6 separate regions of the Mus musculus genome follow, and regions 1, 2, 4, 5 and 6 are each linked to region 3. The links are chromatin contacts, called in public promoter capture Hi-C maps. All regions are on one chromosome and are shown on one strand. Each heading gives the region's core, a stretch centred on a gene start, on an enhancer-like site or on the middle of the called end of the contact. The rest is flanking DNA. Distances are from core to core; before and after follow the strand shown.

Region 1 (4,950 bases), core at 2,118-4,617, 2.9 Mb before region 3:
TTCTCTTGATCATTTTGCCTAGCAGGTCTTTATCAAGGGATGTCTTTGAAAGTCTTCCAGTCTGTGTCATAGTGTTTTGATTATGATCAAATGACTTTACAGAGGCAAAAGCCACTTTGAAAAAATCCTATGATTGTAAATGTTTATAACTGAACTTCAACAAGCACCAAAAAAGCCCTAATTTAAATCTCACAATATTTCAGTACTAAACTTAAGCAGGGTTAACTGGAGTGCTTACAGTTCCCTTATACTGAGTGATGAAATTATGTTAGGGTTGGAGCCACTCCTTCATATCACAAATAGAGCTGACTGCAACTTGTGATTTCCTTTAAAATATAAGCCAGGCTAAGGTGTGACAAGAACTATCTCTTACCAGAAAACAGAACAGGTATATGTCATGCTAAAATAGTCTTGGACCAAAGTCTTCATCAGTTTAGAAATAAACTTTATTGTAGCTTGCCATTGAGCTCTGATGCCTCTAAGAAAACTTAATTCTGACTACAAAGAGAAAGTGCAACCAGTGACCATAGTTAATGAATGACTGGTATATGATCTTAACACAATCTCACCAAAAACCATGACCAGTGATGGAACCAAATATTCTTACCATAATCAATTTTAAACCTCTTGGAAATATAGTATTACTGCACCAAACCAGAAAATCAAGTGTTGGTGGTAGTTCTGCACTCATGAAACCCATTTTTAGTTAGTTTAATCTAAAAGGAATTCATTACAGGATAGCCAAGGGGTAAGACAGCCAACTTTGAGAGGTTCAAAGATCAGCTTTGGAGTGAGCTTCCAAAAGTACCTCTTACAACTACACAACTGAGCTTCTGGCCCATTCATGGTGGTCAGAAAGCCACGGAATCAAGAATCCACTACCAAATGTGGACCCTGTGGACATAGATGGGCGTTGGAGAGAGTCCCAAAGCAACCAGAGCAGTCACCAGAGTGACTGAGCCCATCAGCATCAAATCCATCAGAAGTCTGAGCCCCGCCCCCAACTCTCAGACTAGAAGGATGAGTACAAGCACTGGGCCAGGGAATAGGAAACTATACTGAGTAGCTTGAAAGGCAGGTCAAGACTCCCTCTCCCAAAATCCTAAAAGCTGTGCAGGGATGTAGCTCAGTGCTACCGTGCTTACCTAGCATGCACAAGGTCCTGAGTTTGATCCCCAGCACCAAATCAACAGGGTATGGTGGGATAAACCTAGAGTCCCAATGTAGAGCAGGGGAAGGCAGGAGAAGCAGAAGCTCAAGCTTCTAAGCAACACAGCAAGCTCGAGGCCAGTCTGGGCTACTGAGACCCTCTCTCAAAAATAATAAGTAAAAAATAAATAAAAATAGGGGCCAGGCTGGGCTACTGAGACCCTCTCTCAAAAATAATAAGTAAAAAAATAAATAAATAAAAATAGGGGCCAGGCTGGGAATATAGTTTGGGGGTAAAATGTGTACATATCATGTCTGAAAACCTAGGCTCAATGCCCAGGATCAAAAACAAACAAACAAACAAACAAACAAAAGAGTGCAGCCATTCATGGTGGCTCATGCCCTTAATCACAGCACTTGGGAGGCAGAAGGTAGAAGCTAGGGGGGTCTCTGTGATTTAGTCAGACCAGCCAAGGCTATACAATGATACCCTGTCATCCCTCCCCTGCAAAAAAAAAAAAAAAAAAAAGGGGGGGACAATTAAGCATGAAAGTACATACAAGTCACAAAGGAAGAAATTCCCTAGATGGACATATGAACCCAGGCTTAACCTCAATCAGCAATCGGACCAAATCAATCTAAAACAAATCTCTAATATTAGATCAACTCATAAATCTGCCACCAAAAGATGTTAGGAGTATACACAAGTATGGTTAGTTTGGAGAGTGATGGGGCACTATCCAGAGAAACTGAACCGTATGTCCACTAACAGATCTCCCACCAGGAACTGTGTGTACAGCAGTGGGAGAACACTAAGGATGTCAGTCTCAAGAATTGCAACAGACAAACCTGGAGCAAAGTCAACCTTCACATACATAAAAACAAATCCTCTGGGAAACAACTGAGAAAGAACGGCTATTTCATTTCATTGCTTGTATGCCAAAGACATTTTAAGGATGCATGTGAAAATAACAAATTCTCGCGGCACATGACACTCTAAAAAAATATTTCCGTATTATATTTAGATGTTTGTGCATGTGTGCACATGTATGCTGCCATACCCTTGGAGGTCTGAGAACTCTAAGAATAGGTTTTCTCCTTCCACTGTGTGAGTCTCAGGGACCTGCTCCATGTGCTCAGGTTTGGCAGCACCTACCTGCCTTTTACCAGCAGAGCTTTCTTGCCATTTTCAAGTCTGTATTTGTGATGCCGCCAGAGAACAGAAGATTTAACTCCCAGGAACTGGAGTTACTCTGTTTGTGAACCACCTGCTGTGGGTACTGGGGACCAAATTCTAGTCCTCAATAATAGCCTTATTCCAGAACCATCTCTCCAGCCCCTTACATTTTTTTAAAGACTATGATTTTCTGTATGTTATTTTTTTGCCTGTATGTATGGGCACAACAGTGACACTGACGCAGGAAGAGCAACAACCTGGAGCTGGGGTTATAGGGAGTTGTGAGCCACCAAACAAAGGTGCAGGAAACCAAACTTTTGTCTTCTTCAAGTGCAGTACAAGGTCTCAACCCCTGAGCACTTCCCCAGCCCTCCAAACCATTGTCTCTGTTTTGTTTCATTGTTTTTCGGAGACTGGATTTCTTTATGTAGCCCTGGCTGTCCTGGAACTCTCTTTGTAGAACAAGCAGAGATCTGCCTGCCTCGGTCTCCAGAGTGCTGGGATTAAAGGCAAGAGCCACCACAGCCCAGCCCAAACTATAATTTCAATGAATGAAAGTGTTATCCATGTATAATATTGTCAAATACAAAATAAAAATTAAAAGTCATAAAAGCTGGGCATGGTGCCACAGCTTTTATAGTCCCAGCACTCAGGAGACAGAGGCAGGTGGAGGATCACTATGAGTTCCTGGCCAGACTGGCCTACATAGTAAATTCCAAGACAGTGAGAATCTGTATAACAAAATTAAGCAAATAAAAGTAGTCATAATCTTATAGATGGGTATTTACATTTCAGTTGCTTAAAAAACAATAAATTTTGTAAACACTATTTTTGCAAGTGCTTACAAGTTTAAAAGGGAAGAAACTTTCCAAATGTCATTAGAATAAAGCAGTCACCTTAGTACAAAATAACTGACGATGCTCAATATTAGGGTAGCCGATAAAAGTAAGCACAAGTTGAAAACGGATGTTAGAGGTTGCTTAAAAGTTCCAGAGAGCCCAACAAGCTCTTTCACCCCAAACGCCACCCAGTGTAAGACAAAAGCGCATGCGCAGCAAGCCTGACGCGTGCGTACTCAACGCCCGCCCATAGGAAGCGGAAGGGAAAAGATGGCGGCGCCGAGTGTCCCCACGCCGTTGTACGGGCACGTGGGTCGCGGAGCCTTCCGCGACGTGTACGAGCCAGCGGAGGACACGTTCCTGTTACTGGACGCGCTCGAGGCGGCGGCGGCCGAGCTAGCAGGGTGCGAGGAGGGTGCGCGCCTCAGGGGGAGAGAACGGGGTGGCCGGGAGGCGGAAGCCGGAACTTGCCGCCCTCCTCCGGAAGTGGTGGGCCGGCCTACTTTCTGGTGATTGACAGCAGAGAGGGGTAAAGGAGGCGTGTCCGGCGGGCTGGGGTTAGAGCATCGCTCAGATGTTCCTGCGGCTTCAAGGTCACCCTGCCCTGCCTTTTAGCTGTTAATCTGAAGAATGTAAACGCGCCTCTGAGGAGCAGCCGGAGTTTAGCAACCAGAAGCAAGATGTCCCAAAACTTTCCTAATTTTCTATTTTAATTTTTTTAAGTGAATATGTAAAACTCGCCTTAGTGCAAGAATAACATCCTCTAGCAAAGGAAGAACACATAAGGATCAGTGAACTATTAAATTCACTCAACCTAGTCAAGGAACAACCACTAGCCGTCTGAGCACTTAAAGTGTTATTGCAACTGGGATTTTTTTGTTTTGTTTTGTTTTTTAATTGAACTGTTAGAATTTTAGTTGCATGTGGTTAGAACTATTAGGGAAGGTTTAAATAGTCACGTGCCTCCGCCGGTAGGATTTTCACTAGCCTGATTTGTTGAAGGATTGGCCATAGCTTTAATTGACATAAATAGTAAATGCCCACATGTTAACTTTTCTGAGAAAAGAATTTGAGCTGAGAACGGGAAAGATGGCTCAGCTGGTAAAGGCACTCGCTGTCAAGCCTGCAGACCTGAGTTCCGGCCTCAGAAACTACTACAGGTTGTTCTTGGAGGTTCAGTTACAATGCTGAGGACCATTCTGCACACATACATATAATCACTCTAATAAAATAGTTTGCCGAAAGAATATGGGTCATTAACTTAATGGCCAAGATTCCTACTGGGTGTCTCCAGAACGAAATAGCCATCATGTTTATTTATATTGTCACTTTTTTTCTGCCTATAAAACCAGTCTTTCTTCATAGATGGTGGAGCATTTTGAGCTACTGGAATATCTCGTGGAGCACTGAATTGTAACTTGAATGCTCAAAACAGCTCAGAAAAATTTACAGCTACAAATTGCATTGCTTCGTATGCTGTAATAGAGCTGACCTTGTTACAAAGGCTAGGAATTCTAGTTATTTTTGAGACCGTAATGATTATTTCCATAAAGAAGGCACCTGGTAAGATTCACAGACTTTACTATGACCCACTAGTGGCTTGCGTGTCCTGTTATGTGGGTCACATAGATATGTGGCTGATTCTAAAGGTAAAAAGGAAATACTGTAACTTCTTCTTGAGTTGTTTGAACAGTTAAGTGACAGAAAAATCTTGTAAATGTCATCAGGCCAATCAGTCATGGAAATTAAGTAGTGCTTTTGACACACTGATAGTGATCAAAGGAA
Region 2 (4,499 bases), core at 1,870-4,369, 2.8 Mb before region 3:
AAAGCCTAGACAGGCACCTACACCCAAGCTTCAAAGTATTTTTAAAAAGCCACAAAATTCAATTCTTAGGAATTACTCTTAGACACTGTTCAATTTAAATTTTCAGCAATGGGGACAGAACCTGGGGCTTTGTGTTTGTTAGGCTCAAGAGCTGCATCACTGAGCTATCTCCCCAGGCCACATTTATAAATCAAAGACTACGTCCCCCTTTAAGTCAACACCACAGCTCTGTTATTCTGAAGGTCATTTTTATTTTTGTGTGTGTCTGTGTGTGGCTATGTGTGAATAGGTGCCTAGAGACTGGAAGGGGGTGGCGGGTCACTCTAAACTAGGATTCCATGCTCTGTGTGGACTGCCTGATGTGGGTGCTGGGAACTGATCAAGAGGAGTCTGCACTCAACTCCAGTCCTCCTCATTTCATTTACCATGAAAAATTCCTCCACAAATATTTGTGAAGGTAGATTTTTCTTAGCATATTCTTTAAGCTGTTAGAGAAATGTGAATTTTTCTCATTTTTTAAAAAACACTATTTACCCCCTCCTCCAATACTAAACCACAGGTTTAATGGAGCGAGAGATGGGCATCACAGCCCTCTTATCCTGCTCCAAGTATCTATTCCACACCCTCTTGGACAACAAAACTTCAGGGAAAAAAGGAAAATGCCAAAAGGTTATGTAAAATAAAGTATCAATATTTACCAGTTTATACTGCTGGAGAATTCACATTAGAATCAATCTATAGAATAATAAATCTCATCATCATCAGAGAAATACTCCTCAACCCACCCACCCACAGACAATTTAAGAGTTTGAGTAGCCAAAATGGAAAACCTAGAAAGGTCACTTATAAATCTTCACAATAAAGTGGAGGAAGAAACAGCCTTTCGTCCTCTAGATTGAATACAGTTTCACCTATGTCAGAGTCATGGGTTTTTGATGGTTTTGAAACAAAACTTACTTCTAGCTCTCTTAAAATAGTCGCTGCATCGTTTGTCACAAACAACTTCTCCAGGCGATTGATGACCATTTTATTCATTCCTTAAAAGTAGTTGCAAAGAAAAAAAAAAAGGTTCCATTATTATTCAAATATTCTGCAAACAACCCAGGAAAACTCCGGCAAGAAGCCGTACTGATGTTTAGCCCCAGAACACACCATCTGTTTAGATCAGCATCATAGCCCCATGGGCTTCCCTGACTAAACACCAACATGCTTAGCATGTAAGACGTGCTTAATAAACAGGAATTAACACTAAAATCAATATGCTTAGAAACACATTTGGTTTCTTCCGTAATCTCTTTGTGTGCATCTCTAATTCAACTGGTGGTTAAAGGGAAGGAAGAGCTTCCTGATGCCGTGCTGTTTTCTGCAGACTGCTGAGCCTTTCCACAATAGTACTGGCCACTAGTGAGGATGCTGGACTTCCCTAGGACCTAACAGGGTAACAGCATCGTTTCCAATTTCTCTTTTCCCAGAAAGCTGCATTCCTGACTGAAAGTGAGAGGCACATCAATGCCACCGACCATAAAACACGTGAGGCCCGCTCTCTACGCTAACAGTCACACCACACAGCCTGAACTTGGTCATTACCATTTGGTCCGTACGCTGTGCGAGTAGTCTGAGCAAGCTCCTTGCAGGCCTGTATATTTCTATACACAGCCTCTTCTAATCCCGAGAAATGCTGAAAAAGAAAATGTCTGCTTAGGCATGATAACCAAGTTAAGAGTTTTCTACCGCAGGATACCTCTGTTGAGTATGCTTCTAAGAAACAGCCAGGATCACACAGGCAGTCATCAGACAGCCTCAGTTTCCCCCACTGGGCCTGGCTCTCTTTCCTATCTGTAAACTAATGGGATAATCAATAGCTCCTACTTGGCAGATTATTACTCACCTAGCTAAATAACAACTATTCTTCCTTCTGCCTTTTCCAGGGATTGAACACAAGAAAGCAATCTACCATTAAACTACAATCCCAGCCTACTAGTACTAGCTTTTAACCTAAATTTGGGGGATGGGGGTACTTTAAAAAAACTTGTCTTCACTATAGCCTCCATCAGTACCGATTTACACAAAGTATCTCTGTGCTGAAATGCTAGCCTGTGACAGAAATCCTTTAAATGTATCATGTCCTCAGCCAGAGTGATGGAGGAAAAGATGGAAACTGGAAGCTGTTGCTACCCCTCAAAAGGTTAACAGTGTCATTTGCAGAACTTACTAACTTACATTAAGCCCTGACATCCATTCAGTATGCCAGTTATCACTACAAAGGGGACACCACCTCTCTGTACTGCTAAGAATCCGCTATTTCTACAACTTGTAAAAATATGAAAGACAAAACAAACGTTATCTGGCAGCTTGGGGAACTCAGGACAAATCGCTCCATAAGCAATGTGACCGCTTTAAAAAAAAAAAAAAAATCACTCCTGAAACTACGGCCTATTCGATCTGGGGTGGGGCTTCATTTATCCTGTAGGCTACGACATCGGACAGTCAGAGTGAAAAGACAGTTAACAGCCTTCGGCCCGGTCTCAACTCAGAAAAGGTAAAGGAAACAGAACGTCCAGAGGAGAGTTTTCAGTAGAGCAGTGGGGATCGGACGTGTCTGGAAGGAAGCAACCAAGGGCAGGCCCAGGAGTGACCATGCCGGACTCGTGTCATCTCCATCCTACAATCCCCGGCCCTCCAACCACCCGTTACCAATTCCGTCCAAGTTCATTAACGCATCGCCAGCTCGCGTTAAGGGCGGCGCCCGTGGGCTCCATGCCGCAGACAGGGGCGTGGGGAGCTGGGATGCAAACCCGAAGCCGCCGGGGGAATAACAGAAATGCCCACCAGTTCCAGCGAGCCGGCATCCAGAGCACGCTTCCCTTTCTAGAACCTTCTCCATCCCGATCGCGGCGCGGCCGCCCGCCCGCAGGCCTGTCGCGGTCGCCACAGGCGCAGACCCACCCTCCCACCGTACAGTCCCTCCACGCCACCTACTTTGGCTCCATCCTTGAGCATCTGGGCAAAGCCCGGGGCCTTGGGGACGTGAAGCGCCATGGCTCGGCCGCAGTCCACCGCTCACGCGCTCGCTCCGAGACGCCGAGGAAGCAAGGGGCGCCGCGCACTGCCTGCTGGGAATGGGCCTCGGCGCCGCCTCGCGTCCCCCTACTTCCGGTCGCCCCGCCCCTTCAACCTGCAGCGTCTCTGAAATATCGCGAGAACCAGAGGTTCCAGCAGACAGACCTGATCTGCCGATTCCCGATCAAAGCGGACGATCAGGCCGAACCCAGAGCGTGCATGCTCCCTTCGTGTCCCTTGTCCTAAGTTAATGAGTAAACTTTGGTTAGGACGTTTGGCTTGTGATATTTCGGTGGCGGACACCCAACGTCTTATCCTTCACTTAAACTTAATCCTGCAGACCCAGCACCGGGGCAGGTTAGCCTTTTCTTCTCCAAGCTCACCCGCCCTCGCCCCTATAAACTACCAATGGACATCCTCTGTGTTGGTCACTGGGAAGCACTGAAGGCTCGAAGGTGATCTTTGAAATAGCATGGAGGATTGCAACGCGTGGACTGCACGTGCGTAGCAGAGCTAAGCGGTTTGCTTAAGTGCAGTTATCTTTGTTATTGGTCAAATTTAAGAATGAATATTAATCTCCATTTTATGGAAGGGAAGTTGATAACCACAATTCAGTGGTACGCAGAGGTCACCAGGCCAATAGATATTACAGCGACGATTTCTACCCTAGATGGGCAGATTACAAAGTGGGAATAGTTAACCACTTTATCTATATCTATATATCTATATAGATATTCTCTACTCCCCCAGAATCTTTTTCACAAACATTTCTATGTAAATAGAATAACTTCATAGAGAAAGTAAAACACTCTTACAATAAAAAAATACAAAAAAATGGAAGCATCTCCTGCCCTTGCAGAAAAATATGAAACGCTTTGGTGAGTCGTTGGACATAGAGAAATTAAGATTTTCTTTACATTGGGACAGACTCATAATTGCAACCGTACTATCAACTGCAATTTTTTTTTCTATTAAACATTTTAAATATGTAACCATGGGACTGAAGGAGCTGAAGGGGTTTGGAGCCCCATGGAGGGAGCAACAGTGTCAACAGGCCAGTTCCCCTAGAGCTCCCAGGGACAGGACAACCAACCAAAGACTAAACATGGAGCAACCCATGGCACTGGCCACATATGTGGCAGAGGATGGCCTTGTTGTACATCAGTGGGAAGAGAGGCCCTCAGGCCTTAGGGTGTTCAATGCACCATTTGTAGGGAAATGCCAGGGTGGGAGGATGGGAGTGGGTGGGTGGGGGAGCACCCTCATGGAGGCAGGAGGAGTGGGGATGGGATAGGGGGTTTCCGAAGGGGAGACCTGAAAAGTGGAAAACATTTGAAATGTAAATAAAGAAAATATCCAAGAAAAAGAAAAGAAAAGAAAAAGGAAAAAAAAATGTAACCATGAAAATACTTTCTTGTCACCGAACACAAGGTAAGTGA
Region 3 (4,447 bases), core at 363-2,862:
GGGGGTAATTTGGACAGCAATAAATATTCTCAACTGCAGGACTAATTGGAGGGTCCCCTTCTGCAGCGCTACGAATAGAAAGAGAAGTAACAACCTAATACTATTGCGAACTGAGCCACAGAAATCTCATTGTGAGATGGAGCAAGTTCTGACACCACATCAACACGTGTCAAACTATGACATCAGATTCCTTCAGTGGTATTTGAAACGGGAAACATACCCCAACTTAATTCACAATAGTTTCCACTCTGTAACTGCGTTTTAAAGCATCAGTGGTCGTCTCCTCCTCCCACATCCATTCAGATAAATAAGATAGTATGGACTTTATGCCCCTAAGCAGCACATGGAACGATCAGAGATACAACTAGAGAGCTTTAAGGCGGCAGGCAGCTTTGTTCCCGGTTTGGGGAGGTTTTCACATGTAAATGTCCCTGAGGAAGGGAGCTGAGGATTAAGTACCCCGAGAGGGCGGTGCGAGGGTGAGCAGGTGGAGACCCAAGCAGCCTTACTAGCGGACTAAATGGGGCGTACACTTTGCTCTCCCATTCAACTTTTTAGGTGTCACGATGTACAGAAAGGGCACGTTCTAGATAGAAAGGCCAAGGGAACTACCGCTCTATGTTCATTTGTGAGCGTGTCAATCCAGGAGGTGGGAGGGCAGACACCCTCTCTAAGTCTCCGCCAACCGGGATCAGAGTCCAGCGGCCGCCGCGCAGCGCCGCGGCCTGAGCAACAGGAGAACCCAGGCGGCTGCTACGCCGGCCCCGGGACTCGCGGGAACTCCCGCCCCTGAGTCGGCCGAGCGCTCCGTTGCAGCCCCTGGCGGGATCCCGGCCCCGTAAAGCCGATAACGGGGCCGGGAGCAGCATAAGGGCCACGTTGAAGAAGCGGGAGTCGGCACAGGCCGGAAGGGGGCGAAGGGGCACTGGCGGGGGAGGGGCGCGGGGTCAGCCCCCGGCGGTGGCCGCGACCTCTCCCCGGCTCCAGGCCCGCTGCCCCGGAACCGGGGCAGGAAGCGTCCCCGCCCGGACTCGGTGCTCGAAAGCCCTCGGGCAGCGAGAGAAGCGGCCCCGGCGTGGCCCGCACCAGCCCTAACCCCAAGCACTCCTCACCTCCTGGTTGAAGGCGTTGACGGCGTCCATGTTCGCGCGCGTTGCGGCGGCGGCTGCGGCTGCTCCGGGCCCGCCGGTCACCTAGACCTGGAGCGGCGGCTGAGTAGGGCCGGGTGCCGGCAGGGCCCTTGGGCGTGGAGGGGGAGGAGGACGGGAGGCGACGAGCGGCGGAGGCCGAGCAGGAAGGGGCTGCGGCCGAGGCGGCGAGGCTGGGCCGGTCGAGCGCAGGCAGAGGCGGCGGGCCCCTGCTCAGTCCCGTGCGCCGGAGGAGGGATGGGAGGCGGCGGCAGCGCGGGGCTCCAACATGTCCGTTTGGCGGCGGCGGCTGCGCTCTGCGTCGCGCTGACACGGCCCCCCGCGCCCTCCCTCACGCACTGGCCCACACTGGCCCGGCCGGCGAGCGGGCGGGCCTCTCTGTCTCTCTCCTCTCTTTCGCCAGCAGGATGGCGGCAGCGACCCGAGTGCACGCCGCGCGAAGCACCCTGGGACAGCTCGGGCCTCCAAGCGCTTCCTGAGCCCGGCTCCGCCCCGCTCGTGCTTGGCTCCGCCCACGCCCCGCCCCTCCGCGCCCCACCGGCGCCGAGCCGCTAGCGTGTGACCGCGCGTTGTCGCGCGCTTTCCCGCCGGTTGCGGCTGCGGAGAGTTCCCGTCTTCTGGGCTCAGGATCCGGACGACGGCTCCCGGGGTGCATTGTGTCCGGGCAGGACTGCGCCCTGCTGCTGCGACAAACAAAGCGCGGAGGGTGAGCGTCTGCAGTCTCCAAGTCCCCTGCTTCGACTTGCGTGCGGACCTGGTGGACGCCCTGAGCAACTTCCGAGGACTGGGCTCCTGAACCCCTAACGCTAATCTCCCCAAACCCCGTTGGGTCGCTCTCGGCAGAAGTGTGTTCTGATTCACTTGAGTTCTCACCGCCTGCCGCGCGCTGCGACCGCTGTCTGTTGGGTGTGTGAAAAATGAAAGTTTTTCTGTAGAAACCTCACTTTTGTGGAGCATGAGTATAAAAGCTAGAAGGCCTGACTCGTACTGGAAGTTGGGGACTACTTCCCGTAGAAAAGGGCGAGCATCCTAAAAGAATTCGAGAAAGGAGGGGCCCTCTGGACCTTGCGCGCTGTGCTATCACCTCTCCTTGGAGGACAACCGGCTGGTACTTAGGGAAAGCAACTGGCCCTACCGAGACCAGATCCTAGCAGAGTTAGGATTTTGTTCTTAAGGGGGCATCATGCAGGTTGACATCCTGCAAAGTATGCATGCGGAAGAAAGTGGGGCCAGGAACAGCATGGCTTCGGGCCCTGGAGATGATGAGGCTGAAGGTATCAGGCACTGGAGGAAAGACAGAATGGTGTTCCGGAGGGAAGATGCACACTGCTTCTTGAAGGACATGAGTGCTGGGTTTGCGTCAACTTGGTAATAATTTAAGGAAGGAATGAGTTTGAGGGCGTAATGGCTAATCTTTGTCAATGCCTATGAACAGTGTCCTCATTTAAGTCAGCCTAGTTCAGTTAACCACCATGCCCAAGTTTATCTGGCTAGACGGTTATCTTTTCGGGCTCTAGCCATCTGAGCTGTCCCTGGGATAGTTAACTGAGGGCTTTTGCGATATGGGTAAAGTCCAGGAAAATGGCTGAGAGGAGGTAGATACCTGGGATTCAATACTGCACAGCTAACAGGAGCTGAAAAGTCAGACAGACAAGGAGCAGAGGTGTTTAAGAACAAGGTGTTTGGCCCAGCATGGTGGCACACGCCTTTAATCCCAGTACTGGGGAGGCAGAGGCAGGTGGATTTCTGAGTTCGAGACCAGCCAGGGCTATACAGAGAAACCCTGTCTCGGAAAAAAAAAAGAAAAAGAAAAATCTCAGCCCTAACCAAGGCTGTGGGTTCAACTCCGACAGGGTAAGGATCAGGAAATGCCTCTCCATAGGATAGCTGTGGTTAACAAGAATTAATAGTAGGGCTGGTGAGATGGCTCAGTGGGTAAGAGCACCCGACTGCTCTTCCGAAGGTCAGGAGTTCAAATCCCAGCAACCACATGGTGGCTCACAACCATCCATAACGAGATCTGACTCCCTCTTCTGGAGTGTCTGAGGACAGCTACAGTGTACTTACATATAATAAATAAATAAATAAATCTTAAAAAAAAAAAAAAGAATTAATAGTAAAGTTCAAAGTAACCATAGAGAGGACCCTGAATATATCATCCACACAGAGAAGTAATAAGACAGTCGGTGGTGGCACACACCTTAAATCCATTGCTCTGGGATTAGAGGCAGGTGGATCTCAGAGATCAAGGCCAGCCTGGTCTACAGAGCAAATTCTAGAACAGAAAAAAAACAAAACAAAACCCTCGATTAAAAGACATACATAAATAAATAAATAATACAAAATTGCTTTAATGGCTGTCTCACCCTGAGCTAACCATTACTCATTGTTTTTGTTTGTTTTGTTTTGTTTTTCGAGACAGAGTTTCTCTGTGTAGCCCTGGCTGTCCTGGAACTCACTCTGTAGACCAGGCTGGCCTCGAACTCAGAAATTCGTCTGCCTCTGCCTCCCTAGTGCTGGGATTAAAGGTGTGCGCCACCATGCCCGGCTATAGTACACTTTCTGTTCCACACTGTACCCGGTAAATACGTCTATTACATAGCAATTAAAAATTAAATCACTGCTCAGTGGTTAAGAGCACAGACTGCTCTTCCGAAGGTCCTGAGTTCAAATCCCAGCAACCACAACCATCCATAATGAGATCTGATGCCCTCTTCTGGGGTGTCTGAAGACAGCTACAGTGTACTTACATATAATAAATAAATAAATCTTTTTTTTAAAAAAGTGCTGAGGATGTCGGTTTAGTATCCAGAAACTTATCTTACACATTGGTCAGCGTGCTGAGGACAAACCCCAAACAATGCTCGGGATAGAAGGCGAAGGCAGGAAAAGAGAGATTGACAAGCAAGTTGAGAAGATATCTGGGACTCTGGGATAAGGGAACAGTTTGTATGAAGGTGAAAGAAGCATGCTCACTTGTTTGCTGTATTCTTGGCTGAATCCTGTATCAGTCATTTTTTGTTTTTTTATTAAATCCTGTGAGCACCGGCACCCTCCTGCCAAAGCACGCATTACGTGGTAGGTAGAGGACAGTCGCCAAGCAGTTCTCTCCTTCTTAGGGGCAGAACCCAGGATAACATTGAACAGTGCCATCTTGCCAGTCTTCTTGTTTATTCTTCGAAAAGATTCCATCCATTACGGGCTGCCCTTAATGTGAAGCTGATGCGTAGTTGCCTGGTCCTCCTGCCACCCCTCTCCCACATGGGCCACCTCAAGTGATTTTAGTTTATTTCTTGTTG
Region 4 (4,894 bases), core at 1,904-4,403, 2.0 Mb after region 3:
ATCATGCCAGAGCTGAAGGGGACCTTGGAGGTCACCCTCTACCACTTCACCTACAGATGAGAAGACTGCAATCTATCAAGATTAGATGTTTTCTTCATTAACTCAACTTCATGACATATTTCTACTTGGGTTCCTGGCCTGGGACCTAGGAGTGAGAGGAGAGTGACATCTTGAGCAGTGGGGGCTAGTGGGGGTTGGGAATAGGGAATGCAGAGGTGGAAGAGCTCACACACACACACAGGGGAGGAAGGAGGAGTCAGCTGTGCACTCAAATGTGACAAGTCTTAACAGAGATCAACAGGAAGTGGACATGGCTGGAACAGAGACACGAGGTTGAAGACATAATATCTGCAGATAGGACATCCAGGGCAAATGAGAGACATGTTGGTCCTTAGCATCCATACCTCATGGTCCATATCCCATGTCTTTACTCTGCCATGGCCAGGGCCCACCCATTGTGAGTAGGTCCTCCAGCCTCAGAGTACAAAAACAAGAGTCAAAGAGGACCATTTCTGTTCCCGTTAGACAGTGCCTGACAATGATTTGTCGGGGTTATTCTGAGTCCGTGCGTGGTTTTGGAGGCTGGGAAGACTAAGAGCATAGGTATCAGCGTCTGAGGTTCCTGGTGAAGATATCATATGGCATTAATATATGACAGAAAGAGGATGACCAGATAGATACCAGACACACCCTCATTATAACGGTGTATGCCCTGGTAGTGCAGGGCAGCCCAGTGAGGGTAAAGCTCCCTCCACCAAAGGCCAGGCCTCCCTCTCATCTCAAGTTTTAACATGAGTTTTGGTGGCCACACACCATAAAACCAACTACAATGTTTGTCCCTTTATAGAAGGAGATGTAATCTACATAAAGCATTTGCTTCCTGCAACATGTTTGCATTTTGCTACCAGAGAAACTACATGGTGTTAGAGTAAGTCATTTATAGTCCAAGAGCAGATGTGCTATGAGTGGCTTCCTTCCTCAGGCCAGAAGCCTAACATCCTGTTGCACACCAGCATGGTCAACCTAGATAGCCCAGACCCAGAGATCCTAGTGTGGGGCTGTATCCAGCCAGGTTTTCCACCCTCGTAATGACTTTTCTTTTTAATCAAGTCAAGGTTCCCTGAGCCTCCTTCGTGACTAGGCTCCAACTTTGGCCAGTAAATATCCTATACTCTTGGTACAAATTATTTCATTGACCTTCATATCCTAAGAGACTTGAATAAACATTAATATATCTTTCTAACAGCTCAAAATGGTTATCCAGCCCCTTAAAGTACCTGCCTGAGAAACCAGGAAGAGCTGACTGTAAAATCTAACCAAAGGAGCCCAATAGGCTATGGAACCCTCTTTTATAGCAGTGAGAAAGCTTGCAATTACAAAATCCTCTCTCTTTCTCTTTGAGGAATAATTCTTCTTCCATCTAAAGAAATGTCTCTTAGAAATGCAAACACAGAGACTCAGCAAGAATAATTCTTCTAGCATGTAGAAATATCTCTTTGAAATACAAACATTAAGACTCTGCTGGGCATGCCCCTTGCACGTCACACAACACAACACAAAACACACACCCTTTCCCAGAGTTTGTAATTTTCCCCTTGGCTTATCTGTTTCTCCAGGAAAACGTACAGGTGGTTAAATCCAGGCTTTCATTAAACATACTTTATCATCCTCACTGGAAAATATAGTTATAACATGGACATCAATCAGTCAATTTTACTTAGGGGGAACAGGAGAAATGCTACATCTTTATGTGGTAGTTAATATGGGCAACATCACAGGATCTAGACTAGGGTAACAGCCACACCTCTGGGAATGCCTGTGGGAATTATATAGATTGGGTTACATGAGGTGGGAAAACATTCTAAATGGGTGCCACCATTCCCTGGGCTGGGATCCTGGATGGAACCTGAAGGAGAAGACCAAGAGAGGTCAAGCCTCCATCACTCTCCTCCCAGCTGTGGACTCTACTCACCTAGTCTAGATAACCTAAGCTGCTTCTGTCAAGCATTTTGTTGTGTTAACAGGAGATAACTAACAAGTTGGATGGGCATCCAGTTGTTGATCCATTTACCCCAGCTTCTCCCTCCAGTATCAACTTCAACCAAAGCTTTCTAAATGAAAATGCCAAGTCAAACAGCTGGGTTGCTGTTGTTTTTCTATCCATGTTCCCTTTAGAGTCTTTCTGCTTAGTCTGCTAGTTCTACACATCTGAGTAGTACTTCAGTGCAGATTCAAAGCTATTGCAAAAGGAACAGGTGATAGGGGCTGATCCCAGTCTCGCAACTTATGGCGAGCCCCAGGTCTGGCACGAGCTGGCCTCAGCCTCGGGAAAGAAAAAAAAATCCTTTGTGTTTCCGTTTCATCATTTGTGAAATATTACAATTATAGTGTGTCCTTTTATAGGCCTTGTAGAGTTAAATTAAACGACAGTCTCAACGTGATATTCTCTTGTTAGCACAACCAGGTCTGTGAAACCCTCTGCACGCTAACATTTTCAACTTCATCTCCACAAAGAGGCATGATGAGATCTGAAGCTAACTTTCTTGGGTCCAAGAATTCACCCCGCAATTAGTGTCAGCACCGGGCATCCGCTCCCCCCTCCACAGAAGAGGGAGATGAGGTGGAGGTCTCGGTGAGAACTTTGCCTCTCCAGAGCCTTGGACAGGGCTGCTGTCTGCGTCTCCCCACCCGGCACTTTGGGGATTCACTGGCTAGAAATGAAACTGGGAACCTAAAATCTGGGTATCTATCGGTTATCTCAACCGGGATGCATTCTTCTTGTCTGTCCCCTTGGAGGAATGCTAAGCCTGGAAAACAAAACAAAAAACCTGGGACCTATTGTCTTCAGCTGTATAGAACAGGAGTCAATGACCAGTGGACATGAACAAAGGGTCCTAGGCCGAACCCTAACCCCTGCGGACCACCCTCAGGGTTCCTACTTGGATTTCTGCAGTAGCCTCAGATTCCTGCGCAACTGGCCTGAAGCCCATAGCGCCTGCGCTTGGAGAAACACGCTCCTTAATACTAGCGAATCTGCGGGCGCCCTAAAGCCACTGCGCCTGCGTATCAAGTGGTGCCTTTCAAGATGGCGCTTCCGTTCCGAGCGGTGCATTTCGGGACTTGTAGTTTTCACGACGGGATTGTGGGAGTCGTGGTTTGTGAGCAGCAAGCGAGGAGGCCCCGCCGCCCTGAGTGTAAGTGTGTGAGTCTTTGGGGCTCTGGGGAATCCCTTGGTCATCCCGCGTTCTTGTTTCTCCCATGATGACACTTGCTGCCTACGGCTACATAGCCCTTGGGAACTCTAATAGTCTTGTCGCCTTGTTTTGGTGACGCAGGAAGGGAGCGATGATAACTCCTGGCCTTCTACCCACCCCCCACCCCCGTGGAGGCAATGCCTGGGGGCGAGAACCTGGGACTGGGCACTCCCAAGTATCCAGGGATAGCAAATCCCCGTTTGATCCTGTGGTGCCCCAGATCGCAAAGGCGCCAAAGTTGCTTAAACAAGGCGTGTCGTTTCATCTAGTAGGGAAGTGCACCATAACTCACAGGCTCCCCAAAGCCTTGAAATTTGGAATCTGGCCACCCACCCGGATAAGGTGCTTCTGGGTTTCTTGAAAACCAAGGCCTGTGCTGAGTGGGCTAAGTGAGGTCCAGGGGTCATGGCGATTTGAACCTACCGATACTTTAAATGGTTGGCTGAGGAATTGGAGTGAAAGGGGTAGAGACTGGGAGTGAAAACGGCTTCAGACAGTTGACACAAGCTGCTAGGATAGGTGAGTGCATTATATGCTGAGATAGGTGCACCCTCGACTCTGTTAGCCTCGCCAAGGAGCACACGGAGCTTGTGAGCAGACTATTGTCCACGTCGTTTAAATTGGTATAATCAAAGTGAGTGAATGTCTTCTTTGTTTCTAGAATAAAACCTGGCAGGATACTTTGCAATAAAGATCAAAACTACAAACAGTTTTATTTTCTGTCGTTAAGGGTTAAGCCTGGACAGCTCCCTGCATTTCATATATTTTAATGGCCTCCAGCTGTCCTTACCCCAGTGGCTTTGGCTCACCCTCTGCTGCCAGCTGCTGCTTGCTTCTGAATGGCACCAGGAGTCCGTGATATCAGAGCAGACAGCTCACTGCTATGTTTAGCTTTCTTGGTTATCCCCATTTGCAGAAAGCTTGCAAGCTGCCTTGAAATTTAAAGTAGTGGGTGAAAATGAACCTGGCTGCTCTGGGCCCTTCGCTCTCCTCTACCCACCCCACCCACTCCATAGCAGTACAGATTCCCCTTTGCTTTTACTTTTTCCTCCTTCTCTTCCTCTTCTCTTTTTCTTCTCTTTCTCCTTCCTTGGCAGGATTCTGTGCATCTGAGATTGGCCTCCAGCTCAGTCTTTCTCTGTAGCCTTAGATGACCTTGAACTCCCATCCCTTGACCTCCACCTCCCAAGTGCTAGGGTTACAGGCTTGTACCACCAAGGTTGGGTTGTGAGTTACTTGGGCTGAACCGAGAGCTTTGCGTTAGCACTCTGGCTCAGCCACGCCCACAGCCCCCTGCTTCCTTCTCAGAGATCTTACCTCTTAACACTCAGATTGCTAGTCTTTTTGGCATCATGTCCTGTGACATTAGACAGAGCAGAGAGTTGTGAATTCCAGAGTGGGAGACTTACTCCTTGGACGCTGATATCCCAAGAGCGCTTTGGCTCAGGAGCCACATGGCTTTCCCAGGTCACATGCTCAGCCCTTACTGCCACCTGGAGTAGAGTCCTGTCCTCCTTCTTCTTGCCCTTATTCTTTATCCCATGCCTGGCATCTTGTCCAGACTACATCCTGCCCTATTGCTGTTTGTTATCTGAGGACCATTAGCAAAGGAGAGACATTATCAAGACAATAATGCTTGC
Region 5 (5,053 bases), core at 828-3,327, 2.8 Mb before region 3:
TCAGAAACTGGAGGAGATATAAGAGAGTTACAGAGGGTCAGGAAATCAAATAAAAATATGTAGCAGGGTGGATGGGGAACTGGGGATAGCCACTGGAGGGTCCCAGGCACCAGGGACCTCCCAGGACTCAATGGGAATGACTTTAGCCAAAATTCGTAGAGAAGGTGGAGATAGAACCTGTTGAGACCACCTCCAGTGGGTAAGCATGAACCCTGGTCCACGGATGGGGCCACCCACTCATCTCAAAAATTTTAATTCAGAAATGTTCCTGTCCAAAGGAAGAACAGGGACAAAAATGGAACAGAAACTGAAGGAAGGGCAAACCAGGGACTGCCCCACCTGGGGATCCATCATGTCCTCAGACACCAAACCCAACACTTGAGGTGGTCAAGAGGCTCTTGTTGACAGGAACCTAGTATGGTGGTTCCTTGGGAGATCCCGCCAGCAGCTGACAAATGCAGATGTGAATGCTTGGAGCCAACCATCACACGGAGCTGAGGGAACCTAGTGGTGGTAAGGGGCTGGCAGAAGGGCTGGAGCAGCAGGGGATTGCAAACATAGGCTGGCCTGACTACCCAGTTTTCCCAGAGTCTAGACCACCAACTAAGGAGAGTACCTGGAGGGATCCATGGCTCCAAACATATAGGTAGCAGAGGATGCCCTTGCCTGACAGCAATGGGAGGGGAAGCCCTTTGTCCCAGGGAGGTTTGAGCCCCAGCATACAAGGATGCCAGAGAGGTGGGGCTGGAGAGTGTGGGTGGGTGGGGGAGCACCCTCATATAGGCAGAGTGGAGTGGGGAGGGCACATGTGGGATGAGAAGTTGGTGGAGGGGTAACTGGGAACTGGGATATCATTTGAGATATAAACCAATAGAGTGATTAATTAAAAAAAATTATACTGGCCAATTTTCCAGTTTTATGCTACTATTTCAACATAGTTTTATCTGACAACTAGTAAGTTTGAATATTTCATTTGCAATCTTTTAGAAGGCCATATATCTAGAAATGAGCTCAAGCTGGACTATGGAAGGATTTCGGGTGGTTAGATAAAAAGCCAACATTCCTCGGGATCTTTGAGGTTTGAGGAACCTTGAGGGTTTGTTTTCTCCCCAAAAGGACTCATGTCCCTTGCCTCTGACAGAAGGGACATGATTCTCCATTAATATACACTCGCGGTTGCCTATGATAGGTCTAGATAAGTCTAGAACTGGCCTCTAGGCTCCCTCAGTCCCGGTTCACAAGTACACATCTCAAAGCCTTCACCCTAGCCCGCAGGACCTTCTCTCATCTGGGTCCTGATTCCCGTTCTCTTTGCCCCTTCCTTGCCCCCGACTCTTCTGGCTACTTTTTTTTTTTTTCAATCGTGCTATGTCCATCCACTCTTCTTTCCCACTCTCTTGCTTCCCTAGCCCTGGCCTTCCTCTCTCTGCACTGGACTCTTCCCGATGCCTTTGAGTAGTTTTTCTCTTATTCACAATAAAAACCTTCCCCCTAACTGAGCGGCAGTTTCAAGTGGTTTCTTTATGGCATCCCCTCGCACACACCATCAACTGTTCTTTTACCGTGTTGCTTACTTCTGCCTATTTTGCTACTAACACGCACAGGTAGTTTTCTGTGATTACTGTCTCCGCTGAGGTCCGCTTAACGGGTGCTACAAAAGACTCGGCACAGAGTGTGTAGTTACTGTTTCTCGTCAACCAACCGCAACTCAAATCTTCAGGACTTTACACTGTAACATTCCCCTTTAATTCCTGTCAGTTTGGACAAGGTCAGCAAGGTGAAGGCTGGGGTTGGAAGAAAGAACACTCACATTTATAAGCGAGTGGGACAGGATTAGGGGAAAGGAGAGACGTGTGTAATTACGTCGCTCTCTTGGCCATCCTGCAGAAATAACGTATTTAAGAGAGGTAGCCATGAAGGACTTTCCAAGCCAAGGGCCAGGACCCGTCATCCACTCCCTAGGAGGATTTAAATTACTCCACAGTTAACACTGCAGTGAACACGTGGCGGGCCTCCCACGCACCCACCCCAAGGGAGGCCGAGCCATTTCCCACAATGCCGCGTTCCGGAAGTTGCCTCTCCGGGAGGGTGGCTGGTTCCACCGCGTCGCTCTCTCTGCGTCACCTGGAGGAAGCGGAGCTGGCGGCCGGCTCCGGGCCCGTCGCGGGAGGCAGTTATGGGCGCCGTCGCCCCGGGTGAGTACCGGCCACCCCCGCCGCCGCCACACTCCCGCCCTGCCTCGGCCTCATCCTCATCTACTGCGGGTGCTGTCGGCTCCAGGGCCGGCCCGGTGGGCGCCGAGCAGTCGGTAGGGCCGGCGGGCGACGGGAAGGGTGGCTGGGCGGGCGGCTGGCGTGCGAGCTCCGGGGAGCGCCCGGTGACACCGTGTGCGTTGTAAGCGCGGCTGGCGCTGCCACCTCCGGGTGACAGCCTACGTCGAAACTGGAGAGCCACGTTGTAGAGAGACCTGCTGACAGGGGCTTTCCGACATTGCCTTGGTGGTGATGATGGCTTAGCGAAGGCAGAGGAGGACCGGGAGGGCAGAAAAGGAAAGCAGCCGGCTGGATAGGAGGCTGACAGCAGGAGTTGTGATTTCAGCCAAGGGAGGGAGCCGCGAGCGAGTAGTTGGACCAAGGTGGCAATTCTCGTCTGAAAACTCCCCTGGACGCTGCGGGACCGAGCATTACTGTTTTATAGACGCCGTTCCCACGGCGCAGCAGTGACCTTCACAGCTGTCAGAAGTTTACTGTAGCTCCTTCAGTAGCATCGACTGACACTTCAGTCATGGGTTTGGTTGCCCTAATTAAAAGTTTGTCTTTCAAGTTTCCCTCTGCTGTCTCAAGGGAAGCTGCAGTCCTTAAACCAGATCTTCTAGCTCTGTCTCCACAACTGAAGGCTTATGATTTAATTAATGTCCGCATGTCCGCCTTTTTCTTTTACACCTGAAGTTGTGCCTTCTCAGGTAATATTCTCTCTCATCTCATCTCATCTCATCTCTCTGTCCCTCTGTCCGTCCGTCCGTCCGTCCGTCCATCTGACCACCTCGCTGTAGCTGGCCTGGAGCTTTGTAACTGCCTACTTTTGCGGTGCTGGGATTAAAGGTGTGCGCCATTAGCGGAGGAAGTTTTTCTTGAGGACCTACTATGTACTCACAGTATGCTATAGGCAAGATAGAAATTCTGCCCAGAACCAGTTCTTTCTCCTAAGGCTTCGGATTTCAGAGGAGGGTGGGGGTAGGGTGGGAGGGGGAGGGGGAGAGGGAGGAAAGGAGAGAGAAATTGTTCAGATTATAGATTTGAAAAGCAGTTTACTGTGGTAGAGAAACAGATACAGGATAGTACATATCTTTTTCCTCTCTGTCCCTCTCTGTGTGTTTGCTTTGTTCTTCGAGACAAGGTCTTCTTGTACAGCTTTGGCTGTCTTGGAACTCGCTCCATAGACCAGGCTGGCCTTCAACGCGGCTAATGCAGGTTTTCTTAAATCTTCATTAAAACCTGGTGGTGATGTTGGCACACGCCTTTAATCCCAGCATTGTGGGAGGCAGAGGTAGTTGGATCTCTGGAGGGTTAGGTCAGCCGGGACTAGAGTGGTTTTGTTTTTAAATTTCTTTCTTTAGTGAGTATCTTCATTTAAAAGATGATCGTGAAAATCAAACATGATGGTTTTGGAACTGTCTCGTTAATTGTTTTTGTTGATGAGTTATGAGTCAGGATTGCTAGTACGTTGGGGCCAGGTTGAAGGGGACAAGTTCTAGAGTATAAACTTGGATGTTTTGGCTGTTTAATAGGTTCATTAGAGTGATATACAAATGACGCTATCTGAAGATGAATCTTGCACTAATGTGGCACAGTTTAGAGGAGGTTAGCTTGGAGAGAAGAAGTTGGATACTCTTTTTTTTTTTTCCCCCTAAAAGAGGACCATTTTATCCAGCCCTCTGTACTCTGTGCTCCTCTTTGTTCATTGCAAGGTCTTGGCTACCCCAGGCTGGCCGCAAGCTCAGTGTATAGTAGTTGAGGATGGCCTTGAGTTCTGGATTCCCTCCGCTGAAGCTTCTGAGCGTAGGGCTGTGGGGTCCGCTCTACCTGGCTCTGTGTGTGCTGAGGAGTGAGCCAGGGCTTTGTGCACAGCAGGCAAGCACTCTACATACTGAGCTATCTGAAGATGAATCTTGCACTAATGTGGCACAGTTTAGAGGAGGTTAGCTTGGAGAGAAGAAGATGGATACTCTTCCCCCCCCCCCAAAAGAGGACCATTTTATACAGCCCTCACCATTTTTTTTTTGTTTTTGTTTTTGTTTTGTTTTGTTTTGTTTTTTTTCTATATCCCTGGCTGTCCTGGAACTCACTCTGTAGACCAGGCTGGCTTCGAACTCAGAAATCCACCTGCTTCTGCCTCCCCAGTGCTGGGATTAAAGGAGTGCGCCACCACGCCCGGCTACCATTTTTTCTTTTTTAAACAATGTTTTAAATGATCCTTGGTAAAGGAAGGGTTCCACACTGGCTTAGTACAGTGTTTCCCTAGCATTTCATCCAGTATATACAAGGTCTTGATTTAGTATCCAGCATTGAGGAGGACAAAAGGATGAATGAAAATGTAAAAAGATAATTGCTGCCCTTGGCTCGTGGTTTTATAGAGACGTCCTGCCTATCCTCAGCACCACCCCACCAAGAGCTGAAGGGTTACTTGCAAGACTTTATGCCAGAAAGATGACAACAATTAAGATTAGAATTAATCTTAATTTTTAAGATTAATTAGATTGACTACACTGGAGTGTAGTTTAATGGTAGAGCACCTGTAAAAACAAGAATTAAGTGAAGTATTTCCTCCAGATACTATTTTCCATTTGCACAAACATTTTTTTTGGGGGGGGGGGGGACAGGGTTTCTCTGTCAAGTTACTCTGAAGCATGTAAAATAGAGATTCTCAAAATAAATGTTTAAAGATTAGACTTGTAAGTACTTGTAATTCTCTTGATACTTTTAAATTTTCAAAATTCAACCAAACAGGCAAAGATTTAATGTGTAGTTAGATTAGCCATAGACTACCAAATGGG
Region 6 (4,441 bases), core at 503-3,002, 2.6 Mb before region 3:
CAAATTGGATGGATATGCATTGTGTGGATTTTCTGTGTGTCAATCACACCTCAATAAAGTATTCTAAATGAGTAGGAGTCAGCCCATCAAAGTGCTGAAAGGAGTCTAGGAGAACGTAAAGGCCTGTTTTGTCAACAATCAGAAGTGTGAGTCCACTAGCTCTCTGTGGTAAGAATCCAGACTGAGATCATGGGTGCCTTGGGCTGCGAGGAGCTGGGAGAGTCTCACGGGCTCAATGGTTTGCACAGATTGGTTCTTCAGGCAATGTGGTTCAAAAAGGCTCAGAGGGGAGTTGGGGTGGGGGTTTGTTTTGTTTAAGTATGTATTTCTGAGTCCACAGTGAGTAGCTATTTATTAATAACTTGCAAAGCCTTTTCTTACTATCTGGCTGTGTGGGGAGAGTAACAGCTTCATCCGTCAAAATATGTCAGTATTTAAGAGGTCAGTGTGGAAGCCATTTCAGAGTTGCATCTAGACCTTGGTGTTGCCTCTGCCTTCTATTTTTCCCCCTTCGCTGTTGATGATGGTGCAAAAGGGCTGAGAGGGTGAACGGCATTTGCCTTGTCTCTTTGGAACAGGAGACTACCAGGCAGTTAGAGTTATAACCTTTTACTCTGTAATCTAGGAGGGGAAAAAAACCTACCAATGTTCTAGTCAGATGGATACCAAATCATATGGCCCACATGCAGACCCCTCGTGACTGGCCAGAGAGTAAGAACTATTAGAGATTGTGGTGGCACAGTCTACAATCCCAGCACTCAGGTGACAAGGACAGGAGGATCATAAGTTTGAAGCCATCTTGGGCAACATAGCGAAAATACATCTCTTAAAATTGGCAAGGGGCGGGGAGCGTCCCAGAACAAACAAGCGTTCATCTATTTGCCCAGCCATCCTGTCTCTCCCACTGAGTCTGGCTGGTTCTCACAGTGGCAGCGCTGTGCTGTGAGGCGCTTGCTCAGCCATTCCTGCGTTGCTAGTATGAGCTCACCTCTCATCTACCTCATTAGTGGGAACTCGTGGGAGGTTGATAACCTCCTCTGGGCCTCGGAGAGGGTGAAAGGGTCTCGAACAAACTCAAACTGGAAAAAAAAAATGGGTGTTAAATTTTGGAGCAGTGGAGGTCTCTTTCTTAGGATCATTAAAAATGTACTGAAGAGAGATAAGCAATGTTGCTAAATATACCGAGCACGCTCGGGGCTGGGATCTGTGGGACTTTGTGCAGCTGGACAAACAGAATGACTATTTCTGTGGGCCTGGCTGTGTGGTACTTTGGGTCTGATGATGCCCTTACTATTTAAAGACTTCTGCAGGGTTATTCTAGCCAAAGTCCAGAATAGATGTTTCTCCTCGAGTGAAAATTATTTTTAAACATTTGAGTGGATTTGGAGTAAAATTTATCAATCATGAAAGAGTTATCTTTGCAGTGGCTTTAGAGGCTCCAAGAGCCAGGCTGACATCTGAGCAAAATGGCCATGATTGATAGAGCTACATGACATGTTGGTTTTCTGATCCTTAGAGAGAGAGAGAGAGAGAGAGAGAAAGAGAGAGAGAGAGAAAGAGAGAGAGAGAGAGAGAGAGAGGGAGAGAGAGAGAGAGAGAGAGAGAGAGAGAGAGAGACTATGTTCTTATGTGTGCTTAAGAGTAGGCATATGTGTGGCCTGGTGCAGGTGTGGAGGTCTGAGGCTAACCTTGGATTCTGGTCCCTACCTTCTGTCTTGTTTGAGACAGAATCTCCTGCTCACTAGTGTGTACCCGTGTACCCCAGGCTAGCTAGCACACTTGCTTTCAGGGGTTCTCCTGTCTCAGGCTCTGACCTCACCATAGGAACACCAGGGTTCCAGCACACATCAGCTCCATGTGAGTTCCAGGGGGGTTTGAATTCAGCTCCTTATATTTGTTGCGGTAAATGCTTTATCCTCCAAGCTTGTCGGCTGTCCCTTCCTTTTTTGAATTAACCATTTCTGTTTAATGACAGTGAAATGAAAAGAAAACAGATGGTTGTTAAGATGAGACTGCTGGCAAGGTATCCTGTAGATTATTTGAGGAAAAATGATGTTTTCCCTTTTTTTGGCCTAAGCCCTTATACTTAGATCAGTGTTCAGATGCACATTAGATATCGAGAAGCTTATTAAAACAAACTGGTTAATATTTAGTTGACATTTGACAACGCTCTGAAAGTTGTCTGTCCTATAGAGCAGGAGGACGTTTTTTTAATGCTGAAAATAAAACAGACTGAAGGGTGCTGTCAGCAAATGTTTGATCAGGAATAAATCTGCTTTGTGAAAGACACCCGAGTTGCTTGCCACCTCCTGGCGCTGTCTTGTGCTGCCTGTCACTTTCCTCGGAGAGCGGGGCAGTCCTCCTTGACTGTGTCTGTGTTCTGGAGGAACACCCCACCCTTGAGAGCAGATGTTCTCTTTTCTGTCTATGGCAGAAAACTTGGGCTGTGAATGCTCCCCCCCCCTCCCCAGGATCCTCAGACCAAGGATTTTCTTACCCAAGACTCTCTGTGCGGAGGGTGTCAGTGGTTGTAATTCTTTTAGCTCATAGGATGTCTGTCAATGACCTAGAAGGGAATCAAACCCAGGGCTTCCGGTGTGTGCTGCATGAGCATTCTGCAAATGAACTCCATCCATAGCTCCATCCCCAAACCCTTCCCCTTCCTGGCACTACAGCCTTAGCGAACTGTAACTGGCAGGCCCACTGTGTGGTCTGCTGTCTGTTTAGGTAAGCGAAGCTCTGTACATATTGTTTTATTTTACATTTCTTCTGCCCACTTGATCAAGCGCTGTCTGCTCCTGCTGGGAAGCTAACTCAGTGAAACTGAGAAGTCTTGAAAGGTGCTAAGAACCTGGGCTTTGTAAATAGATTTGAACACTGTGGGGTCAGCCATGCTCTCTTGTAATCAGGCAAGGTCTTTTTGCTTTTGACTTATACTGGTGAAGTTAAATAGCCTTGACAGACACCAGATGGCCCTTAAGCTTACAATATTGATTGCCAGGCTGTCTGCAGAAGCGTGCTGAGCCTTGTTTGATATCATTACTTTGTATACCATCAAGGTTTACCTCACTTTTGCTTTGAAACTTAATCCCCGTGTTCTGTCTCGTTATATTTCAGTGCTGGCCACTAAATCTCTTCCCTACCACTTCACCCTTATTTATATTCAGGGGTGAATCTTGAATACAAATTTACTCTGCTCTATCTTGGATGGCTGTTACAGAACACATGGATCATTAAAAAAACCACATGGATCATTGTCTAACCAAAGTGTGTGAGCTATGTACATAATCAAAAACCTCATGTAGTCACATAAACATAATCTTTGGAAATAGGTCATATTAATTTAATCTGATTTAAATCCATTTAATATCCCAACACGGAATCAACATAAACTTTTATTGAGCTCTCCACTTTCGCTTTTACTTTCTGGAATGTGCATATACACGCTTGTGTAGGTGCACACATGAGGGTGTGTGAGCAAGCTTGTATGTGTGTGGGCGTGCACAGAGGCCAGAGCCAGGCAAACACTTGCCTACTGAGCCAGCCCCCAACGCAGTACAGTGTTTGTTATAGTAACCATTTGGTTTATTTTATCAGGCTTATGCAGTTGCTATATTGCTCTATTACTCAAAGCTGTTCTGAAAATTTTCCTCTTTCTTATTTACCTTCCTCCCGCTCCTCCCGCCCCCCTGGCTAGCTTGTCTAAGATTTATATAGTAGTCGCTTTTCCTACTTTTCCACAATTTCTATTTACTGTTTATTATGCTTATTCTTTTTTTTTTTTTTTTTTTTTTTTTTTTTTTTTTTTTTTGGTTTTTGGTTTTTGAAGACAGGGTTTCTCTGTGTAGCCCTGGATGTCTTGGAACTCACTTTGTAGACCAGGCTGGCCTCGAACTCAGAAATCTGCCTACCTCTGCCTCCCGAGTGCTGGGATTAAAGGCGTGCGCCACCACACCCGGCTCAATTACGCTTACTCTTAAGTCTTGTGGGCTATCATTGGTCGCCATGGTTTTTGATTTTCCAGCCAGCAGTGGCTTTCTGTTTGTTTCTGTGGGCTGTTTTCAAGACAGGGTCTCCTATAGCCCTTGATGAACTCAAACCATGTACGGAGCAAAAGGTGACCTTGAATCCCCCAGTCTCCTGGTCCTACTTTCCCAGTGCTGAACCTGCAGGTGTGAAAAGCCTTTCTACCCAGTCTTTGCTTTCTTGTTTTGTTTTTCTTGTGTGTGTGGCACATGCATGTGTGTGCACCTGTGTGTGTGGATGCCCATGCCTGTTTGTGTGTGAGCGAGACAGACACTTTCCATTTGTTTATTTGAGAGAGCCTCTTGTTGGGCATGGAGTTTGGTGATAGATGGATCCAGCTGAGTGGCGAATGCTCAGATCATCCTACTGTTTCTCTTCCCAGCCCTGGGCTGCGACCCGGGTGTACGCTGCCATC

The links. Promoter capture Hi-C pulls out the DNA fragments that hold promoters and counts their contacts.
Region 1: a contact with region 3 is called in a promoter capture Hi-C map of pre-B cells. The contact joins the promoter of N6amt1 here to the promoter of Scaf4 in region 3. A contact is called at or near these places in 3 of 39 promoter capture datasets (liver and pre-B cells), 1 of 115 datasets of contacts at active chromatin or transcription factors (astrocytes) and 2 of 9 other capture datasets (adipose tissue and liver).
Region 2: a contact with region 3 is called in a promoter capture Hi-C map of pre-B cells, with 12 times the contacts expected there. The contact joins the promoter of Cct8 here to the promoter of Scaf4 in region 3. A contact is called at or near these places in 7 of 39 promoter capture datasets (erythroid cells, hematopoietic stem and progenitor cells, hippocampal neurons and 3 more), 1 of 484 Hi-C or Micro-C datasets (the G1E-ER4 cell line), 5 of 115 datasets of contacts at active chromatin or transcription factors (embryonic forebrain, embryonic stem cells, epiblast stem cells and 2 more) and 3 of 9 other capture datasets (adipose tissue, embryonic stem cells and liver).
Region 4: a contact with region 3 is called in a promoter capture Hi-C map of liver, with 2.6 times the contacts expected there. The contact joins the promoter of Smim11 here to the promoter of Scaf4 in region 3. A contact is called at or near these places in 3 of 39 promoter capture datasets (liver, neutrophils and pre-B cells).
Region 5: a contact with region 3 is called in a promoter capture Hi-C map of liver, with 5 times the contacts expected there. The contact joins the promoter of Usp16 here to the promoter of Scaf4 in region 3. A contact is called at or near these places in 10 of 39 promoter capture datasets (the 3T3-L1 cell line, 3T3-L1-derived adipocytes, the C10 cell line and 7 more), 1 of 484 Hi-C or Micro-C datasets (B cells) and 3 of 115 datasets of contacts at active chromatin or transcription factors (astrocytes, large pre-B cells and pro-B cells).
Region 6: a contact with region 3 is called in a promoter capture Hi-C map of hippocampal neurons, with 3 times the contacts expected there. The contact joins the enhancer-like site here to the promoter of Scaf4 in region 3. A contact is called at or near these places in 4 of 39 promoter capture datasets (hippocampal neurons, liver, neutrophils and 1 more) and 1 of 115 datasets of contacts at active chromatin or transcription factors (large pre-B cells).

Annotation. Positions count from the first base shown.
Region 1 is chr16:87,350,818-87,355,767 of GRCm38.p6, forward strand. N6amt1 (N-6 adenine-specific DNA methyltransferase 1 (putative)) reads left to right here and starts at 3,368. Exons shown (of 6, transcript NM_026366.2): 1 at 3,368-3,569. The coding sequence starts at 3,436.
Region 2 is chr16:87,492,750-87,497,248 of GRCm38.p6, forward strand. Cct8 (chaperonin containing Tcp1, subunit 8 (theta)) reads right to left here and starts at 3,120. Exons shown (of 15, transcript NM_009840.3): 1 at 2,980-3,120; 2 at 1,588-1,678; 3 at 958-1,037. The coding sequence starts at 3,039. B130034C11Rik (RIKEN cDNA B130034C11 gene) reads left to right here and starts at 3,324. Exons shown (of 3, transcript NR_040375.1): 1 at 3,324-3,560.
Region 3 is chr16:90,282,891-90,287,337 of GRCm38.p6, forward strand. It overlaps Scaf4 (SR-related CTD-associated factor 4), which reads right to left and starts at 1,613. Exons shown (of 20, transcript NM_178923.4): 1 at 1,113-1,613. The coding sequence starts at 1,142.
Region 4 is chr16:92,298,150-92,303,043 of GRCm38.p6, forward strand. Smim11 (small integral membrane protein 11) reads left to right here and starts at 3,154. Exons shown (of 4, transcript NM_138743.2): 1 at 3,154-3,194.
Region 5 is chr16:87,452,908-87,457,960 of GRCm38.p6, forward strand. Usp16 (ubiquitin specific peptidase 16) reads left to right here and starts at 2,078. Exons shown (of 18, transcript NM_024258.2): 1 at 2,078-2,195.
Region 6 is chr16:87,643,364-87,647,804 of GRCm38.p6, forward strand. No RefSeq gene overlaps it. Among named protein-coding and RNA genes, the nearest start is that of Gm22808, 24 kb to the left of the region's middle. Within about 2 kb of position 1,753, at least 32 of the 459 cell types and tissues checked have an H3K27ac peak or open chromatin away from gene starts, as enhancers often do. A contact at or near this core is called in hippocampal neurons, where this site is marked.